Regions from separate parts of the Sus scrofa genome. Here region 2 is linked to region 1. Evidence: chromatin contacts called from public Hi-C data. All regions are on one chromosome and are shown on one strand. Each heading gives the region's core, a stretch centred on a gene start, on an enhancer-like site or on the middle of the called end of the contact. The rest is flanking DNA. Distances are from core to core; before and after follow the strand shown. Region 1 holds the start of FAM109A (sesquipedalian-1). Region 2 overlaps ATXN2 (ataxin-2).

The links. Hi-C and Micro-C count contacts between places; a contact is called where the count stands out from the background.
Region 2: a Hi-C map of liver shows a contact between it and region 1, with 4 times the contacts expected there. The contact joins the enhancer-like site here to the promoter of FAM109A in region 1. A contact is called at or near these places in 3 of 5 promoter capture datasets (fetal liver, fetal skeletal muscle and liver), 29 of 47 Hi-C or Micro-C datasets (adipose tissue, alveolar macrophages, blood and 13 more) and 2 of 2 datasets of contacts at active chromatin or transcription factors (alveolar macrophages and skeletal muscle).

Annotation. Positions count from the first base shown.
Region 1 is chr14:32,599,009-32,602,837 of Sscrofa11.1, reverse strand. FAM109A (sesquipedalian-1) reads left to right here and starts at 2,130. Exons shown (of 3, transcript XM_013982887.2): 1 at 2,130-2,334.
Region 2 is chr14:32,673,011-32,676,839 of Sscrofa11.1, reverse strand. It overlaps ATXN2 (ataxin-2), which reads left to right. Exons shown (of 27, transcript XR_002338543.1): 21 at 404-457. Among named protein-coding and RNA genes, the nearest start is that of SH2B3, 52 kb to the right of the region's middle. Within about 2 kb of position 2,024, at least 2 of the 83 cell types and tissues checked have an H3K27ac peak or open chromatin away from gene starts, as enhancers often do. A contact at or near this core is called in liver, where this site is marked.

The DNA of each region.
Region 1 (3,829 bases), core at 881-3,380:
TTTCACCTCATTTAAAAAAATAAATGTAAGGACCCCCTACAACAACAACAAAAAGATGCCATGCTCTTGCTTTCACATTTCTGCCTTTTTCATCCATGCCAACCCTTGACTCCAACATAAGGGGCTCTGAGAGTTAAGACTCACAGAATCTCTGGCAGATATTCCCCATGCCAAGACCCAAATGTTCATATGCCTGGCATTTTCCTTATTTGGTGAACATCTAGATTTGGGGAAATTCCAGTTTGCCTTTCCTGTTCAAGAAATTATGGCACCATCATGGAGTTCCCATTGTGGCACAGTGGTTAACGAATCCGACTAGGAACCATGAGGTTGCGGGTTTGATCCCTGCCCTTGCTCAGTGGGTTAATGATTCGGCGTTGCCGTGAGCTGTGGTGTAGGTTGCAGACGCGGCTCGGATTCCATGTTGCTGTGGCTCTGGCGTAGGCCGGTGGCTACAGCTCTGATTCGACCCCTAGCCTGGGAACCTCCATATGCCATGGGAGTGGCCCAAGAAATAGCTAAAAAAAGACAAAAAAAAAAAAAAAAAAAAAAAGACAAAAGAAAAAAAGAAATTATGGCACCATCAGGTACAGCTGGATCCACAGGCTCAACTGATATCAGATACGTCATATCTCTCTCTCTTTCCATAGTCAGGGGTCTTCACTATCAGGCAGGCTCTCAAATTCAACCACTTCCCTCCACCTCCACTGCCTCCACTCTGCTCGAAGCCACCATCATCACATACATCATTCATCATCACTTGCCTACTGCAACAGCCTCCTCCCTGGTCTCCTGGGTTCTACCCTTGCTTCTTACAGCCAGGAACCATGTCGAACCTAAGATAGCATGTCCCTCCTCTGCTCAAAACCCTCCCATGGCTCCCATTCCTTCCAGAGAAAAAGCAAAATCTTTGCCATGACACACAAGACCCTGAGTAACCTGGCTTTGCCAATATTCTCTAACCTCATTTCCTACTATTATTCCCTTTGCTCACTTGGCTCCAGCCCCACTGGCCCCTTCCGTTTTACAGACATGCTCGTGTGGTCCCACCTCAGGACCTTTGCCCTTGCTCTTCCCTCTGCATGGGACACCCTTCCTTCGGATATCTACATGGCTCCCTCCTTCACTTCTTTGAAGTCTCTGCTCCTTAGAGCAGTTTCCCTGACCACCTTGTCTAAAATTGTACTCCCAGTCTTTCTTTCCTACTCCTGTGGCTTATAGTCTTCCTAGCAAGAATCACTTCTATATCTCAATTGTTTGTTGACCAACTCAGTCTTACACAGGTGCTTAGTGAGGGACTGTAGAATGAATAGATGATGCTGGTCTGTCCTGTTTCTCTCCTGCTTTCAGGCCAGGGCTGAACAGTAACTGAGTCCCAGAAGGAAGGCTGCAAGAGCAGCAAACAAAGACAGCTCTAGAGAGATAGAACTGTGTTATTTTGGATGGAACAAAAAGAATAAAAATCCCTATTTATTAATAGCATCTACTGTGTGCCATGCCCTTTATATACCATGGTTGTCTCTATTTGAAAGATAAGGAAACAGGGCTAGAAAAATGGATTGATTTTTCTAAGGCCTCACAGTGACTAAAAGGCTTACTGGGACTTGAGCCCAACCCTGCCCAACTCCAGAAATTTCCCTCTTCACCTCGGGCCGGGGGTAGGGTTGCAAGGCATCCTGTTCATATAGAAGAGTCCTATGTTGACTTTGCCGTGATGCCCGAAATGTCCCGTAATCAGCTTTTTTCAATAAATCACACGTTTTTGGCAGTTATATTTAAAATTGAGCTGGTGTTAAATTTGCTATATCTGGCAACCCTAGCCAGGGAGGAGCTCGAACTCAAGGCTAGGGCTTCAGCGAATGGTCACGCCCAGGACCCCGATGCTTTTTCTGGACGAATCCGCCCCCTATATCTACCCTGGAAGCGTGTTGTGTCTCAGGGATCCAACCTTTCTTCCAACAGGGCATTCCTGAGCCAGTTGCGGTTCCTTTAAGAGTGGTTTCAGGGGCGGTCCCACAGGGGCGTGGCGAATCCAGGGGGTGCGCCGGATCTGGGCTGGCCAATCCGGGAGTAGGGGACGAACTCGCGGCCGACCCAGCACCCGCGGGTTGGGAAGGGTTAAAGAGGCGCGTCGGTGGGTCGCGGACTGTCCGGCTGCCTCCGCCTCCTTCGGTCGGATCCCCGCTCTCCCGCGGCTGCGCCGGCTCGGCCGCCCGGGAAACAAAGCGCCACCGCGGCTGCGGCCACCGAGCAAGTCCCAGACCATGGCCGGGCGGTCCCCTGGCTCCGCGCCTCTAGTCCGGCCGTCGCCGTCGCCCTAGGCCGCGCCGCGAGGTAAGGCCAGCCTGGCGTAGTGGGGGTGGGGTGAGAGCTTTCGGGCGGACCTGAGAGGGGACGCGGGACCGGGCTCGGGCCGCCGTGGGCCTCGGGGTCCTCCGGCCTTCTGGGGAGACCTCTGCTGGGGATCTGTCCATTTGCAGTTCCACGCCAGTGGTAATTTGCCCATCAGGGACCCCAGCTGCAGGGGGCAAACTTGGCTGATGACTCTCCTGCCCAATAAGAGACCTCTGGGGGAACTCTGGGGAGGAGAGCTCCACTTGACTCCTACATTCTGGCGTTGACCACCCCATTTAGGACTCTGGCTGTCCTTTAAGGAACACACCACGTACAAAAGGAGAGAGAGCAGCTAGGAGCAATGGCCTGGGATGGCCGTCCTACCTGGAGTGCTTGTGGCCGCTGCCCAAGGCAGTGCTGCGCAGGAGCTCTTCGGGGTTCTCAACACGTTTTCCAGCCATACCTGCCACACCCTCTCTAACATGCCCACTGCTAGGGGACACTTGTGGCAGCTGGATCCAATCCCAGGCCCAGTGGTTTTGGCTTCTTTCCTTGAAATGAGCATCAAAATGCCATGCCTCAGTTCTAGGCAGTCTGTATCCCTGGAGGCCTGGAGCTAATTATTTTCTTTTGGACAATTCCTTGACTGAATGTTTACTACCTGCTCAGCATTTTGCAAGATGGCTCTTCAGGACTAATTTATTCAATTCCAAGAGGGGTGGATATTAATATTCTCACTTTATAGATGAGGCTGTGTTCTCAAGGTCCTCTAGCCTGGACTGGCAGAGGCAAGAACTTAGCCCTGGGATCAGAGAGGGGCTGGGTCGGTCCCCTCCAGCTTCCTGCCTGGCCAGGGACTGTTGAATCAGCAGCAGTGCTCACAGCGGACTCTGAACTTCTTGGAAAACTGTATGAGCACAGGGAGATAAGCCAGCTTGCCAGGCCCTCCCAGAGGCTGGAGCCTGTGTCCCTGCTGCCTCCTGCCTTCCCCGCCTTTCTTGTTGGGCAGGAGGAACCAGGGCCATCGGCAGAGGGGTCCTGTGCTGGCTGGTGACTTTGGGCTCCAGGTGGTGGGGGTGGTAGAAGGGGAGCTGCTGAGTATGAGGGAAATTGCTTTTCCTTTGGCCTTAAGAGGTGGTGAGGCTCCAAGAACAGTTCCTTTGGGCTGGTTGCCCACAGCATGCAATTCTAGGCACAGAATTGTACCTTCGGGTAAGTTGCTTAGCTCTCTTTGTCTCAGTTTCCACATCTATGAATGTGGGATGGGGAATGACTTCTCATGGGCCTGCTGAGAGATTTAAGTAGACAACCTTTCGATTCGTTCTACAGGTATTTGAGCACCAACTACATGCTAGGCACTAGAATTCAGACAAAGAACCCTGCCCTCCTAGAACAGGCAAAAATGACCCAGGTGATTTCAGGCAGTGACTGGGGGGCGCCTTCTTGAGGAGGTGATAGTCAAGCTGAAACTGAAGGATGAGGAGTTGGCCACATG
Region 2 (3,829 bases), core at 775-3,274, 74 kb before region 1:
TGCCTAATAAACACTTTACAGAATGACATTTCTATTAATAATGATTTGCAAAATTGATAAAATCTTTTGAATTAAACTTGGTAAATATCATTTTATTTATATCAAGGTTGTTCAGTGGAATGCAATGTTGGTCTTTCTATTAGATAATAATTTTATTCCTTTCATTTAAGCAAGAGAGCATGTGGAACTTGACACCCCTGTGCAGAAGAAAAGTGTCTTTTGCTTCAACCCTATATTATTTAATTTTGCAGCAATGTTTACAGTGCTTGTCATATCTTGTAAAATAAGAAAATGAATTATGCATGAATACAAGAAGAAATTACTAAATATGTCAACCTTTCCAGAAAACTAGGAAAATGCACACCTCAAAAGGCTAATTAACCTTTCTATTTCCCAAATTCAGCATGTCCTAAATTACCATACAACAAGGAGACAAGCCCTTCTTTCTACTTTGCCAGTGAGTTGGGTTTTTTATACTAATTTTAATTGAACAGTAAAACACTTTTTAAAGAATACATGTTAAGGGAGTAGACTTGTTGAGCAATATTTTTCTTGTGCCAGACAAAATCATTAAAAATATGTATATCTGAAAATAATTGAGTTTTTAAAAAGGAAATATAACCCAGCTTAAGAAAGCTGGAGTTGATGTAAAAATTGAGTTGTTTCAGAAATTAATTTTTGCATACCAAGCAAACATGTGACTATTTTGGAAATGCCTGATACTTTCCTTGTTCAGAGAAACTTTCCCCAAACAACCTTTTTTTTTTTTTTTTTTAAACAAAACAAGTGCAAGCTTAAAAATTAGGGTTTTTTTAATATCCTGATAAGAAAAAGAATCACAATGATTTTTAATTGAAGAGAATTGAAATATAGGGGAGATATGGTTCAGTATTTTCAGTCTTTGCATGACTACAGGTTTTAAATATTCAGGTAGCAGACACTTCACAGATGTCTTGAGCTTAAGCAGGAAAGCATGACCAAGCACAACTACCTGAGATTATCTTTGGCACTACCAGCCTTTTCTTACCACCAGTGGATAGGTAAATGATTGCTCCTAAATGGAGAAAGTCTGAGCAGGGATTTCTTTTGGAAATGAACCAGTAAGGTGTGTTTTCTCTATTTGTAGGGCAGTTTTTAAATAAGGCTTATTCACGGACTTTTGGTATTTGGATAGGAAAGTTACTAACTTGCAGAAATCCTTTAGAAATGTATAAAAGTATAATATGTGTCAATTTATGTAAAATCCTATATTTTAGGGGATAGTGAGGATTAAAATTTTATGTTGGACACTACATTTTAAATGATTTTAGGATGACTCAGTGTGTCAGTCTACTAGATGCCAAATTTTAAAAAGCATTTAGAAAACATTTTGACTTAAATTTTCATTAATTGTGCCTTGACTTGGTATCCAAAAATAAGTGTGTACATATTATTTATTTGGTGCTAAGAAATGTTAACAAATTTAATCCTTTAATAGATGCTCTTTAAAAAGGAGTCTTGCTGTATATATGACTGTTAAAAGGAAACTCTGTATGTGATATAGTATGTAAAAGACAGTATCGGTGCCTTTATTATGTTCTCCAGTTGAGGTCTCAAATGTAGTTATCCTCACCATCTTACTGTCTCTGTTGGTAGTTTTGGAGTCAGTTTCCTGGTAAGTAGCTAAAAGGTCCTTAATCATCATACCTAAACATTAACTGTCTTAGCTCAACTTTTCCTAAAAGGGAGTATTAGTACTTTTTAAAAGAAACTAACAGTGAGACTATTATTTATAATTGAATTTGTTGCTTCATACCCTTATTCCCACCCCCTTGTACGAATTTTGTCCTGGTTTGTTCGGTCTAGTTGCCTTTCACTCCCTCTTTAATGAGTACCTTTATTTCCTTTTCTTCTGACTTTAACATCAGATTTAAAAGTTGGGAAATTTTGTTGTGTTTCAATTGGAAAGTTTTACCATGCTGGCAATCTCTCATGACTTGTGTGTCCAAGGTCAAAAATGACAAAACGTAGTTACAAATTAAACCCATAGCCTTGTGGACTAAATTGTCTTCAGTAAGATCATGGCTTAGGAAACTATTTTGGGGCTGTGGTTAGTGTTTTGAGGAACTGACAAATCACATAATTAGGAGTTTTAAACTTTAATGTCAAGGAACATGGTGAGTGGGAAATTTCTGGGATCAGTTCTGACCCCCCCAAAATTGTTATTTGTTTGATTAGTTTGCCCTAATTCAGATTTTGTGAAGGCAAGTTTTATGCATAGAAGTTTGATGAATAGCTAAATCAGAATTATTAGGAAAAATCACTTTATTTTTAACCTCTCTGGAATCTTTAGTTAAATTAATGAGCAGTTATAATAAAAGCAGTTAAATGATATAGACTTAGCTCTAGAAAGCACAATTTACTGCCTTTCACTCTCCACTTCCCCCTTTCCCTAATTCTCTTAGATTTTTTTTCCCTCATTTACTCTGTCTTGGTTCTTTTCTTTTGTCTTTCTCCCCTTCCAACCTTTCCCCCAAGCGGTTTGGTTTTTTGGTTTTTTTTTGTTTTTTTTTTTGTTTTTTTTTTTTTGGCTGCCCCACAGCATATGGAATTCCCAGGTCAGGGATCAGATCCAAGCCGTAGTTGTGACCTCCACCACAGCTGTGGCAATGAGGGATCCTTAACCCACTGAGCCAGGCCAGGGATCAAACCTGTGTCCAGCACTCCAGAGACACCACTGATCCTGTTGTGCTACAGCAGGAATTCCCTATCCCTCCTGTTCCACCTTTCTTTGTCTCGTACTTAATGGGACTTTCAAGGCATCAAACTATATTTTTGTTGTTAATAATATTAAAGTATAGGTTCCACATTTTGGAGTTCCTGCCATGGCACAACAGGATCATTGGCCTCTTGGGAGCTCTGGGACACAGGTTCGATGCCAGGTCTGGCACCGTTGGGTTAAAGATCTGGTGTTGCTACAGCTGCGGCTGAGGTTGCAACTTAAACTTGGAATCTGATCCCTGGCCTGGGAACTCCTTGTGCCACAGGGTGGCCAAAAAAGAAAAAAAAAAAAATTCCGCATTTTTCCTAGGTAACAACTCAGTTTTCATATGTGAAGGGGGAAAAGAATTCCCGGATCAGGTACTTGCTTAGCCGACCTGTTTTAAGCAAGGTGATGAAAAAGGAAGATATTTCTAATCAAATATCCTTACAGTTTATTTGCAGCTTATAATGTATGTTTATATTTGTTTATTTTTTTCTTATGATGCATTGTAGTTTACTGGTGTTTGGGTAGGGAAGGGATGGTTTTCTAAAAACAAAAGCCTATGTAGCTGCATTCAGCTTGGATTTCTTAAGTATTTGTGCTATGAATGCAAATGAAGTATAGACTAGAATATTCTATGGCCTTTCGGCATTGGTAAACTATCACAGAAATGCCTTTTTAAAATGCACAGTAGAAAGTACATCTTTAATTTTCAGATTTCAGGATTTTAACATTTTTCTAATTGATGAGTAACAATTATGAGACTTCATGGGCATAATCTCTTTGTGATGTTAATGCTTTTTTGTGTGTGAAAATTAATAAAATTGCACCCAGCTAGAGTTTATTATTGTTACTTTTTATTTCCTTATACCTTGTTTAAAAGATAATTAAAAGTGAAATTTAAAACTTTTTAGTAAAAAATTTTGAGTAAATAAGGTTAAATAAATAGAAACTTTGGGATTCTATGCTCTGTCCTTATGAAACCTCATAAATAGAATTTGGATTTGGGAATTGCTTTCCCCTAGACAGACTTATTACAAATGAAACATTTGAGAATTTATGGAAGGGACGATTTTTTTGTTTGTT